Linked DNA regions of Canis lupus: region 1 is linked to region 2. The links are chromatin contacts, called in public Hi-C maps. All regions are on one chromosome and are shown on one strand. The core of a region is the stretch at or near the end of the contact, and the rest is flanking DNA. Distances in the headings are between cores, read along the strand shown.

What was found. A called contact is a pair of places that touch in the nucleus more often than the background predicts.
Region 1: a contact with region 2 is called in a Hi-C map of blood, with 2.3 times the contacts expected there. The contact joins the promoter of CDKN1A here to the enhancer-like site in region 2. A contact is called at or near these places in 2 of 9 Hi-C or Micro-C datasets (amygdala and blood).

What each region holds. Positions count from the first base shown.
Region 1 is chr12:5,926,585-5,932,465 of UU_Cfam_GSD_1.0, reverse strand. It overlaps CDKN1A (cyclin-dependent kinase inhibitor 1), which reads right to left and starts at 4,237. Exons shown (of 3, transcript XM_038553885.1): 1 at 4,118-4,237.
Region 2 is chr12:5,796,848-5,802,227 of UU_Cfam_GSD_1.0, reverse strand. It overlaps STK38 (serine/threonine-protein kinase 38), which reads left to right. Exons shown (of 14, transcript XM_038553875.1): 3 at 2,289-2,340; 4 at 3,236-3,358; 5 at 5,315-5,380. Among named protein-coding and RNA genes, the nearest start is that of STK38, 18 kb to the left of the region's middle. Within about 2 kb of position 1,732, at least 3 of the 20 cell types and tissues checked have an H3K27ac peak or open chromatin away from gene starts, as enhancers often do. A contact at or near this core is called in blood, where this site is marked.

The sequences.
Region 1 (5,881 bases), core at 2,988-5,487, 130 kb before region 2:
TTTAAAGTCACTTAAAGGGGTGCCTGGGTGGCTCAGTTGTTTAAGTGTCTGACTTTGGCTCAGGTCATGATCCTGAGGGATGGAGCCCTGCATTGGGCTCCCTCCTCCACAGGGAGTCTGCTTCTCCCCCTCTCTCTGCCTCTTCCTCGGCTTGTGCACAACTCTCTCTCTCTCTAATAAATAAATAAAATCTGTTAAAAATAAGTCACTTAAAAATGTTAAAGATTAAAAAAATAAAGTCACTTAATGTCTCTGGGCCTCAATTTTCTCATCTATAAAAAAATGGGGCTGTGCAAGCATGCTCAAGCAATTGGTCAGGGAGTCCCTTCTAGCAAGGCAATAGAACAGAGGTGGAGGCTCTATCCTGTAGTTAAGAGTGAGGGCTCTGGAGCAGGACTGCCTAGGTTGGAATCCAGGCTCCGCTGGGTGACCCTGCACAAATAGCTTAACTTCTCTCAACTCTATTTGCCTCATCTGTAAAATGGAGACAGTAATAGTGAATGTCTCAGAGGACAGATGTGAGGATTAACTGAGTTAACGTAGGTAACAGGCAGAGAAGCAGCTGGTATATAGAAGCTGGTATATAGAAGTGTTATTATTTCTCTGTGTTCAGTTCTGGCTGAGTCTTCCCCCCCTTCCCCCACCACCACCTCCTTCAGACAGCAGCTGACAGGTGCTGTGTGCTGGGGGCCTTTCCCAAGGATGTCATCAGGCGGGAGGCCTGGAGGTGAGGAGGGGCTGGGCAGGGCAGGCCAGGGTGATGATTTCTCCCAGGCTGAGCCACATCCTGCCAGGCACATCAGGTGATCTGAAGTCTAGACAGCCTGGAAGCCTCTGCCTGTGTTAGCTGCATCTGAGGAACCCGTTTTGCGGGCAAAGAAAATTAGAGTTGACCGGTCTACCTGGTTCCTCTCCTTTCACTTCAGAAGAGGGAAAACCGAGGGTGAGTTTGCTCATGACGAAGTGCTGGCACCTACCTGCCCTGCTCTGGCCTGACTCCAGGGCTGAGCGGCTTTGCAACCTTGGCAGGGACTGGCTTTTCCCCCGAGGACAAGTCCTGCTTTGCAGGCTCTGAGGGTGAAAGCTCTGCTGAGTGACCTCCTGGGGCAGGAAGCCCTGGACCCTTGCCACAGCTCCCCCTCCCCACCCCACCTCCCACAGCTTATAGGAGAGAGGACACATTAGGTGACCTCAGACCAAGTTTAAAGGGCAAGCGTTTAGAGAGATACGAGGCTTGCCCCCAAATCAGAAAACTAAAAAGGCCAAGGGCCACTGCCCCATAGAGGGGTTACACAGCACAGTGGGCGGAGCCCTCAAATAACCTTCACCCACTCTCTTTAGGGCAAGCATCAGGATTTATTTATATATTTTTATGTGCCAGGGGCTGTTCTAAGTTAATAAATATTAATTTTCCTAAAGAGTGGGTATATTGGTCTTTTTTTTTTTTTAACAGAAGAAGTAACTAAGACCTCAGAGAAGTAAAGTAACTTGCCCGAGGTCACATGGCTCACAAGTGGCACAGCCAGGATTTGAACCCAGGCCTGTTTATCCTGGGTTCCGTGCTCTGGTGTTCATCCTTACTCCCTCTCTAGTTTTGTGTTCCTAACCAGAGGCCCAGCAGAATCACTTAGGGAGCTTTTTAAAAAATACAGGTTGATAGGTCCCTCTCTTCCCAGAATAACTCAAACTAAAGGGGATTTAAGCCCCTGGTTGGCTCAGCAGTTGAGCATCTGCCTTCGGTGCAGGGCCTGATGCCGGAGTTCAAGGGTAGAGTCCCACAGCCGGTTTCCCGCAGGGAGCCTGCTTCTCCCTCTGCCTGTGTCTCTGCCTCCTCTGTGTGTCTCTCATGAATAAATAAATAAATAATCTTAAAAAATAATAAAATAAAGGGGATTTAAGCAGGTGTTTGGCAGTTCCCCATATGGGCACTCTTGGGGTGCCTTTCAAGAGAGGATACACAGGATGGCCTCACTGGCACAAGGAGGAGGAGCCTGCCTTGGCTTTTCACCAGGAGGCTGAGTATTCCCAGGCTTCTAGGCGCTCAAGATGGGACCAGAATCCAGGCAAGGATCCTCTCTCCTACCACCCTATGGCCCTCATAGGCTCCTCATCAAAATCTGATCTCATTCCCATTATCGTAACTCCCAGTTCAGAGAAAAGTCAAATATAAACCCTTATTTCACAAACAACCGAGAATAGCATCCTTGGTTGGCCTTCGTGTCTTAGACTTCAGCCAGTTTTAATTCCGAAGTAACCAGTAAGCACTGAGCACCCCGCGATGAGCCAACGGGTCATGCTTTTTCAGGGGCGTTCGCAGCTGCGGCTCAGGCTCAGCCGCGGCGCAGCGAGGCGGGAAGGGAAGGCGGGCTTGCTACTCGCTTCGGGGCCGGACGGGGGCGCCGGTCTCCAGGAAATCACGCGCAGGGTCGGCGTGTGGGCAGAGCCGCGAGCCGCCGCCGCGAGCAGCGATGAGTCAGTTTCCTGCGGAGCGCTCCCCGCCCGCCACAACTCTGCGTGCGCTCGGGCTGCAGCGTCACCCTCGGGTGGGGAGGGGAGGCGGGGGGCGGACCGGGGGGCGGACCGGGGGCCGCGAACACGTCACGCTGAGCCAGCCAGGCTTCCGAAAGCCCCGCCACTGTTGGAAAAACGCGCGCGCCTCCGTGACACACACACACACACACACACACACACTCCGCACGCAGAGGCGCGCAGAGGTTTGGTCCCTCCACCTTATCTCCACGCCCAAAGCACGGGATGAGTCAGATCCCTGGAAAATAAAAATAGACGAAAGCAAGGAAAACAGAACCGCTCGACAGTCCTCGAACCGCGACGTGGAGGCAGGGAAGGGGGGGCAGGGAGGGAGCCGCCCGGGCACCCCAAAGCGCCAAACCCAATTCCAAGATTCTTTTCCGCAAGAGGCGGGCGCCCGTGTCCCCCGAGGGCCCCCGACGGGGGGGGGGGTGCACGGTGGCCCGCGCTGGGCGGCGGCGCCCAAAGGACGGCTCGTCCTCTCGCTGCGCGCTGAGCAGTCGCCCTCGGACAGGGCAGTTTGGCGAGGGGCGCCGGGAGCCCCCGGATGTGGCCGTCAGGGTGGGACCAGCCTCCAGATGGGACCTCTCCGGGTCCCTCGCCCCGCGCGTGGGCTGCACGCCCCGCGGCCCCGCGGCGCAGGTCTCCCCTCCCGCTGCGGAATGCGGCGCCCCGACCCCAGGGCAGGCGGGGCGCGAAGGAGGACAGGTGTGTCCGACCCCTGTTCTTCTCCCACGGGCCGGCTGGAGCGAGCCCAGCCCGCGCAGGGCCACCGCTCCGGGTCCCCGAGGGCGCGCTGCGAGGCGGGGACCGGACACCCAGTCCTGGACCTCCCGATGTCCCGGCTTCCCTGAGAACACTTTGTGCCAGCCAAACAGTCACTGTGCCGATCGGGGCACAGACACCCGGGGCGGGGAGGAAGCCGACTTCTGGGGCGCCACTGTCCCCCAGCCCGGGCGGGGCTCTGACCGCACCCGTCCCATTTCCCGGGGTCTCCTTGTCACCGTGAGTCACCTCCTCGATTGCCCTGAAAGGATGTGTCCCAACACGTTCCCAAGGACCGGGGGGGGTACGCCGCCCGCGCTGACCTCAGCGCCCAGCCGGTGGCGGACGCGGAGGCGTCGGGGACCCCGGCCGCAGGGGTCTGGGCGGAGACGGCGCGGATTGGATCGCAGCCGCCGGGAGCGGAGGGCGGTGAACCTGCCGGGCTCGGCGTTCCCCGCCCCTCCGGGGGCTCCGCGCCCGGGGGCTCCCTCCGCGCGCCGCCGGGGGCCTGGGGCGCGCGAGTCCACGCCTCCCCTGGCTCCAGGGCGGGGGGCGCGGCAGGGGATCCCCCGCTCTGCTGCGCTCCCGCCGCCCCGGGCTTCCGACACAGCCCGACCTCCGGCACAAGCGCACCTTCCGGAGACACCCGTGGGAGCCGAGCCCAGCCCCACGCGCCGACCCACGCACGTCATTCACCTGTGAAGACGGCACGCGCACGCACACACTCACCCGCTGGGACACTAACACACACACACGAGGCGGACACCTCGGCCGGGCTCCGAGCCGCCGGCCCAGGCCCCCTCGCCGGCCACAACGCCCTCACCTCCTCCGAGGGTCTCCGGCTCCGCGAATCCGCGCCCGCCTCCGCTCTCCAAGCCACCGTCTCCCGCAGCAGCTCGCGAGCTGGCACCGCCCGGTGCCGCCTTATATAGGGACCGGCCGCCCCGCCCCCAGGCCTGGCACCGCCCCTTCTGCCGCCGTCCGCCGCCGCAGCTCGCAACTCGCCGGCGGCTGGAGACCTCCGAAGTCAGACGCCTACACCGCGGGCTGCAGGGGGGCGCTTCCCTCCCCGCCCCGCGCCCCGCGCCCGGCGCCCCGCGCCCCGCGCCTGGGTCCCTGTGCTTGACATGTTTCCCCACTAACTGAGCCACAGACCGGGGTTGTTTTCGCTGGGTTGGGAGTTGGCACTCCCCACGAAGGGATGGCATTCTTAGGATGAGCCCTTCTTCTGGCCCCGAGAAGATCACGAGGGGTGACATTCATAGATAACACTCCATAAATAAAAGCATAAAGGATGTGCCTCGCTCGGCGATTTCCAGAAAAGCCCACTATACCGCCAGTCTTCCCACAGACCCCTCACTAGACCGCCTCTTCCCAAGCACCCAGACACGCCAACAAAGCATCTTGGAGACCAGAACCGGATTCGATCCCCCTTCTTTCACAGATGAAGAAATTAAGGACCTCAGGACTAAACGGATGCAAAGTTGTTGCTCGCCCAATGCCCCCGGGGAAGGAGGGAATGGGGAATACTCAGAAAAGGTCAACCAGGTCTCCAGGGGAAAGCAGGAAATGGGGGAAATTGGACATTGAACCAACCTCCCTACCCCTCCTCCTCGTGCCCACATCCACCTCCTTCTCACCTCAACAATAGAGATCTCTATGATTGCAACAGATTTTTTTTATTTTTTTATTTATTTATGATAGTCACACACACAGGGAGAGAGAGGCAGAGACACAGGCAGAGGGAGAAGCAGGCTCCATGCACCGGGAGCCCGACGTGGGATTCGATCCCGGGTCACCAGGATCGCGCCCTGGGCCAAAGGCAGGCGCCAAACCGCTGCACCACCCAGGGATCCCGCAACATATTTTTTTTTTTTAGATTTTATTTATTTATTTATTTATTTATTTATTTATTTATTTATTTATTTATTTATGAATGAGACAGAGAGAGAGCAGGAGCAGAGGAAGGGGGAGAAGTAGGGAGAGAGGTAGAAGCAGACTACCTGCTGAGCAAAGAGCCCAACTCCAGGCTGGATACCAAGACCCCAAAATCATGAAGCAAAGACAGATGCTAAACCAACTGAACTACCCAGGCACCTCTGATTGCAACAGATTTGATAGCTAGGAAGGGGGAAGGACTTGGTTAGCAAATTATCTCCTGGATATTCCCCCGCACAATCCGCTTACGCTGCTGGGAACACTGAGGCTCAGAGAAGTTCAGTGACCTGACTCAGGTCACACAGCAAATAAACAGCTATAATTGGAGCATAGGCCCAGTGCCTCTCAGAGCTCTCTGCTCATTGCCCTCTCTATTTAAGTGGCTCTAGAAAGAGGGAAACCCCCAGCACTCCTCATTTTCAGGCAGTGTACTGAGGTGGCATTGATGAAAGACAATTCTGGAAATGTCCACTGGTGCTTGCCGCTGGTACAAAAGCAAGCGAGGTGCCCATTTCCTCCCACCCACTTGCCACCACTAGCCCCTCTTGTACTTCTTTTTTGCCTCCTTCTTTCACTTAATATAGTTGTAGTTTTGCTTTTAAAAAATTGCGGGGAACAGAGGAGGGTGCCTGGCTGGCTCAGTCAGGAG
Region 2 (5,380 bases), core at 483-2,982:
GAGAAGTGAAGTAGGCAGACTGGGAACCATGTAGGGTTTTTTTGTTTTTTGTTTTTTAAAGATTTTATTTATTTATTCATGAGAGACACACACAGAGAGAGAGAGAAGACAGAGACATAGGCAGAGGGAGAAGCAGGCTCCAAGCAGGGAGCCTGAGCCACCCAGGGATCCCCATGATCCTGTGGATTTGTAATATGATTTCTAACACAATACAAATTTTAATTACTATTATTGCAATAATTATATATTGACCAAAATTAATTCCATTACCTTCACATGGTCCTTTCTCTGTGTTTCCTGTCTTGGTTGGTGGCATCATTATCCCCCCGCCCATGAGAAAGTCTAAGATTTTTCCTTTGACTCCTACTACCAGTTAGTCATCTTTGTAGTAACCCCCTTTACTTCATTCTGGGTTTCCAGCTCTTGGTCCAGATCTTGACTCTGAAGAATCATTAGGAGAGCTTTCAATTTGCCTTAGTCTTTGTTTGTTGCTTTCCCAGCCAATCCATCAGCTCCTTACTGCTGGCTGTCATTTTAAAACAGAAATCTCATCACATCACTCCTTTACACACCAACCCCTGGCTCGGTCTGTAGCCCTTAGTTGTCTACAGACCGAGCCAGCCCTCTTAGTGTGACATTTGAAGTGCTGTGTGCCTCTGCCACATTAGACTACATGCTGTTGCTTCATGTATTTCCTACTTTCTTTTCTTTTTTTTTTTTTTTTTTTTAAGATTTATTTATGTATTTGAGAGAGTAACAATGTGCATGCCCACAGATTGTGGGGAGGGAGAGGGAGAGCAAGTCTTAAGCAGACTCTGTGCCTAGCTGGAGCCTGACTTGGCCTGATCCAATGACCTTGAGGTCACAACCCCAGCTGAAAACCAAGAGTTGGGCGCTCAACTGGCTGCGGCACCCCAGCACCCTATATTTCCTACTTACATTCTTCCCTGCTCTGTCCACATTGCCTGTTATCTGGAATGCTGATAAGGGATAGAGATCCCAGTCAATATGCTTTCGTTTATTATGCTAAATAAATACAGGTGGAATCAGTTATAAGGAAGTTTTTCTTGTGTCTTTGAGTTTTATCAAGTCAGTATGAGACTATAGATCAAAAATATTCATGGATGGGGATTCCTGGGTGGCTCAGCAGTTTAGCACCTGCCTTTGGCCCAGGGCGTGATCCTGGAGACCCCGGATTGAGTCCCACGTTGGGCTCCCTGCATGGAGCCTACTTCTCCCTCTGCCTGTGTCTCTGCCCCCCCCCCCCCCCGCCCCCCCCTCTGTCTCTCATGAATAAATAAATAAAATCTTTAAAAAAAATATTCGTGGGGCAGCCCCGGTGGTTCAGCAGTTTAGCGCCGCCTGCAGCCCAGGGCGTGATCCTGGAGACCCTGGATCGAGTCACGCTTCGGGCTCCCTGCATGGAGCCTGCTTTTCCCTCTGCCTGTGTCTCTGCCTCTCATTCTCTCTCTGTGTTTCTATGAATAAATAAATAAAATCTTTAAAAAAATATTCGTGGATGCAGTTTTTAAAGTTTAATACTCTACGGATTTAGAGCCTTAAATTTTAACAGTGGTGCCAGTTGCCTGTTTTAATCATTCCTGCCCCCCCCTCCCCCCTTGAATCTCTAAATTCTGCCTTTACTATTGTTTATCACTCTTTGCTTGTGTACGGAGGGGGAGGAAGATGTAAAAATAAAGGAAGTAGATTTCAGTCAGGGACAGAGAGACATCCTGATAGAAGAGGTTATCAAACACCAGCTGTTTGTGGTTTGCTAAGGAGGAAATACTTTTAAAAAAGAGAGAGAACTTTTCATATTGAAATAGGATTCTTTGTTGCATTAATGTCTTATATAGTCTTTTTCAAAATGTAGAACTAACAAAGGGTGGGGATCTTTTTAGTTGTCTTAGTAACTGTAATTTTTTTTTTTTTAAAGATTGATTTATTTTTGAGAGAGAGGGTGTGTATGCATAAGTAGAGAGGGCAGGGGGGAGTTGGGGGTGGCTGGGGCAGAGGGGCAGGGGAGAGGGAGACAGAGAATCTTTATAAACAGATTCCTTGCTGAGGGTGGAGCCTGATGTGGGGCTCTGTCTCACAACTCTGAGATCATGACCTGAGCTGAAACCAAGAGTTGGTAACCCAACAGACTTCACCACCCAGGCAGCCCTGTAATTGTTTTAATGAGGCATTTTGAGATTTACCTGTTTATATCATTAAAAAGATACTATGTTTATATAGACTTTTCAGAAAAGTATTCAGTTATTTCAAATATCTTTATTTATTTTTAGACAAAAGAAGTTAGAAAAAGTGATGGAAGAAGAAGGCCTAAAAGATGAAGAGGTAATTCATATTGGGAAATTTTTCCTTGAACCCAGCATGGCAGATCTTGCCCAGCAAGTTGTTAGCCTTGGAGCATAGGGAAAGGGTCTTGGCTTAGTAACAGAAGAACTTATGAGAGCTGGTGTACTTCTGGATTTAGGTATTTATGCAAAGGGAGAAATTAATTACTAAGTACCAGGGAGAAGAATATTTATCTAGGCACAATTATAGTAAATTAACTAGATTTAGAATTCTAAGAAAGAGATGAGATCACATTAAAATTTAAAAAAGCAAATTATAGCATATTTACAGAAATCATGGGAAAGTCTTTAAGAAGTAGTGCCAATTTCTGAAATCATTATCAAGGCAAAATATCAAATCAGCTCTTCCCCCAATGCCTACAGATGCAGTAGGAAAAAATACAGTTAAACTGTGCAAAGAACTGAAATGAGAGTGGAAATGCTTTCAAAAATAGGAATGAAAAGAAAAATAGGAATGAATCATAGAATCCAGGAAAACCCAAAAAACCCCAACAAACCCAGAAGGAAATTTAAAAAAGCTCATACCCTTTTATTTTATATGCAGAAATTAAAGGAAAACATTGATTGTTTATTCTTCCTTCATTAGAAAAGTTCAAATAGTTGATTGCCAAAGTTGGTAGAGTCCTCAGAGGAGGCAGGCACCCATCTGTTCTCTATGGTTTGGTTATTGTGTCCAAATGCTGGGGAGGGGAGATTTGACCTCTTAAGGGTTCTTCTGTTCCTCTTAAGAACCCTTCTTAAGGGTTCTTCACGTGTGAGAAGGTTGTGCTTAGTCTGTGTGGCCCTGCTTTCCAATCACAAATAAGACTGTTAAGGAGTTGCAGTGTTTTAGTTCCTCCCCTTCCCACCTCTCTTTCCCTTTATTTAAACATTAGAAACGACTGAGGAGATCCGCGCATGCTCGGAAGGAAACAGAGTTTCTTCGTTTGAAGAGAACAAGACTTGGATTGGAAGATTTTGAGTCCTTAAAAGTGATAGGCAGAGGAGCATTTGGTGAGGTAAAAAAAAACACAGCTACTTATCAGATATAAAAACACCACAGAACTTTGAAGCTGCTGACATATTCATGATTCATGATTGTTAATAGAACTGAAATATGGGGTAGATAGGTCAGGCATGCCAGCCCCACATTTTAACTGCTCTCTCTGTCCTTTCTTTCTTTCTCCCTCCCCTGTCCCAGATCTCTGATTATTCTTCTGTTTTGCCAGAGATGATGTTGATGTTCTAAGTATTGATCTAGAGGGAGAGTTGAAAGGTAGAAGGAAATCAATATTTATTATTTACTGAGTGCTTCTCTCCTACAAGAACTCATTTTATGGATGATGAAATTAAGACTCAAGGGGGATATATAATGTTCTGTTGTCACATGGCCATTGAGCAGCAGCCCCAGAAGTTGGGCCCAGGAATTCCTGAATTTTTCTTAAAGTTTTTTTTTTTTCTTTTTTTAAGATTTTATTTATTTATTCATGTGAGACACACACAGAGAGAGGCAGAGACACAGGCAGAGGCTCCCCACGGGGAGCCCGATATGGGACTTGATTCCAGGACCCTGGGATCACAGCCTGAGCCAGAGGCAGATACTCAACCACTGAGCCACTCAGGCATCCCTTTCTTAAAGTTTTTAATCACCCAGTGCTCATGATGACAAAGTGCTCTCCTTAATCCCCATTACCTATTTCACCCATCCTCCTGCTCACCTCCCCTATGGTAACCATCAGTTTATTCTCTGTAGTTGAGAGTCTGTTTCTTGGTTTGTCTCTCTCTTTTTCCTCCTTGACCCATTCTTTTTGTATCTTAAAGGAGTTCCTGATCTTACATAAGCTCTTGCTTTTCCCAGCATCACACTGCCTCTCTAAGAGCAAACTAACAGCATATCTGTACCCTTCATTTCTTCCCCCAGATTGCTATTGCTCTGAAAATAGTTCCAGGAGACAGAATTTATAGAAATAGGTTATGCAGATAGTGGTAGAGAGCTGAAAGCATCTGCAGCTTTGTCCTACCTGGTCTCGTAGATGCATCCTGCTAGGTCATAAGGGCAGTCTGGTGGGGAGGGTTTGAATGAGCCCATGTGAGGTCATCATTGTTAATGGTAAACACCCAAAGTGGACTACTTACTGATGCAATAGTTTCATTAACTTTGTATAAAAGGAGTAGCATATTATTAAAAACCCATACCTAGGGGAAATGTGAGTACCTACTGAGAAGCACAAGTCAAAAAATTAAATTGATCCCTCAGTGTTCAGAATCCCTGTTGGCTCCTGGGGAGAGGGAAAGGTACGGTACTCCCTCTGGAAGGACTGTTTAGTGAGGAAGGGACATCAGACTCAGGAAAAACAGGAAGAAAGGTACAGGGGGGAGAAAGCATACATATCTTATGAGGGTAGGGGGAGGATGTGTGGGGACTTGCCAAGAGATTTGTCTTTGGGTTGATAGACCATTAGTTTTCTTTTCATCATAAAATTATCTGTTCTTTCTAAAAACATTGGAAGATAAAGAAAAAGGAAAACTGCATAAAACTCCATTTCCCTAATTATACCTTTTAGGTTTTTTCCTTCTTGATGTTTTTTCTACCCATAAGCTTTTGCTGTTGTTTTAAACATTGTTGTAATTGATTCCTTAGGTTTTCTGAGCTGACTGGATGGATATGTGGCATGGGTATAATGAATCCTTAAATTTGAAAGTGAGGGTTTTAAATTAGATGGATTTATTCAACGAAGGAGTGAAACCTGTTCAGATGTGGAGATGTTTGAGAATGTTTTCAGGGCTGACTTCATGATATTAATAAATATATCCATTCTGGAACATTAAAAAAGCGCTTTTTTCTGCTTTGTTATTGCTGGTTGCTTGTATTAATAGTGTAATACTTTTTCAGTTTAAATTATTTCTTAAAACACATGAAAGCGTTAGCATGGCATTGTGAACTTTTGACTTGACATTTCTTTTATAACTTTTAGGTGCGGCTTGTTCAGAAGAAAGATACAGGGCATGTGTATGCAATGAAAATACTCCGTAAAGCAGAT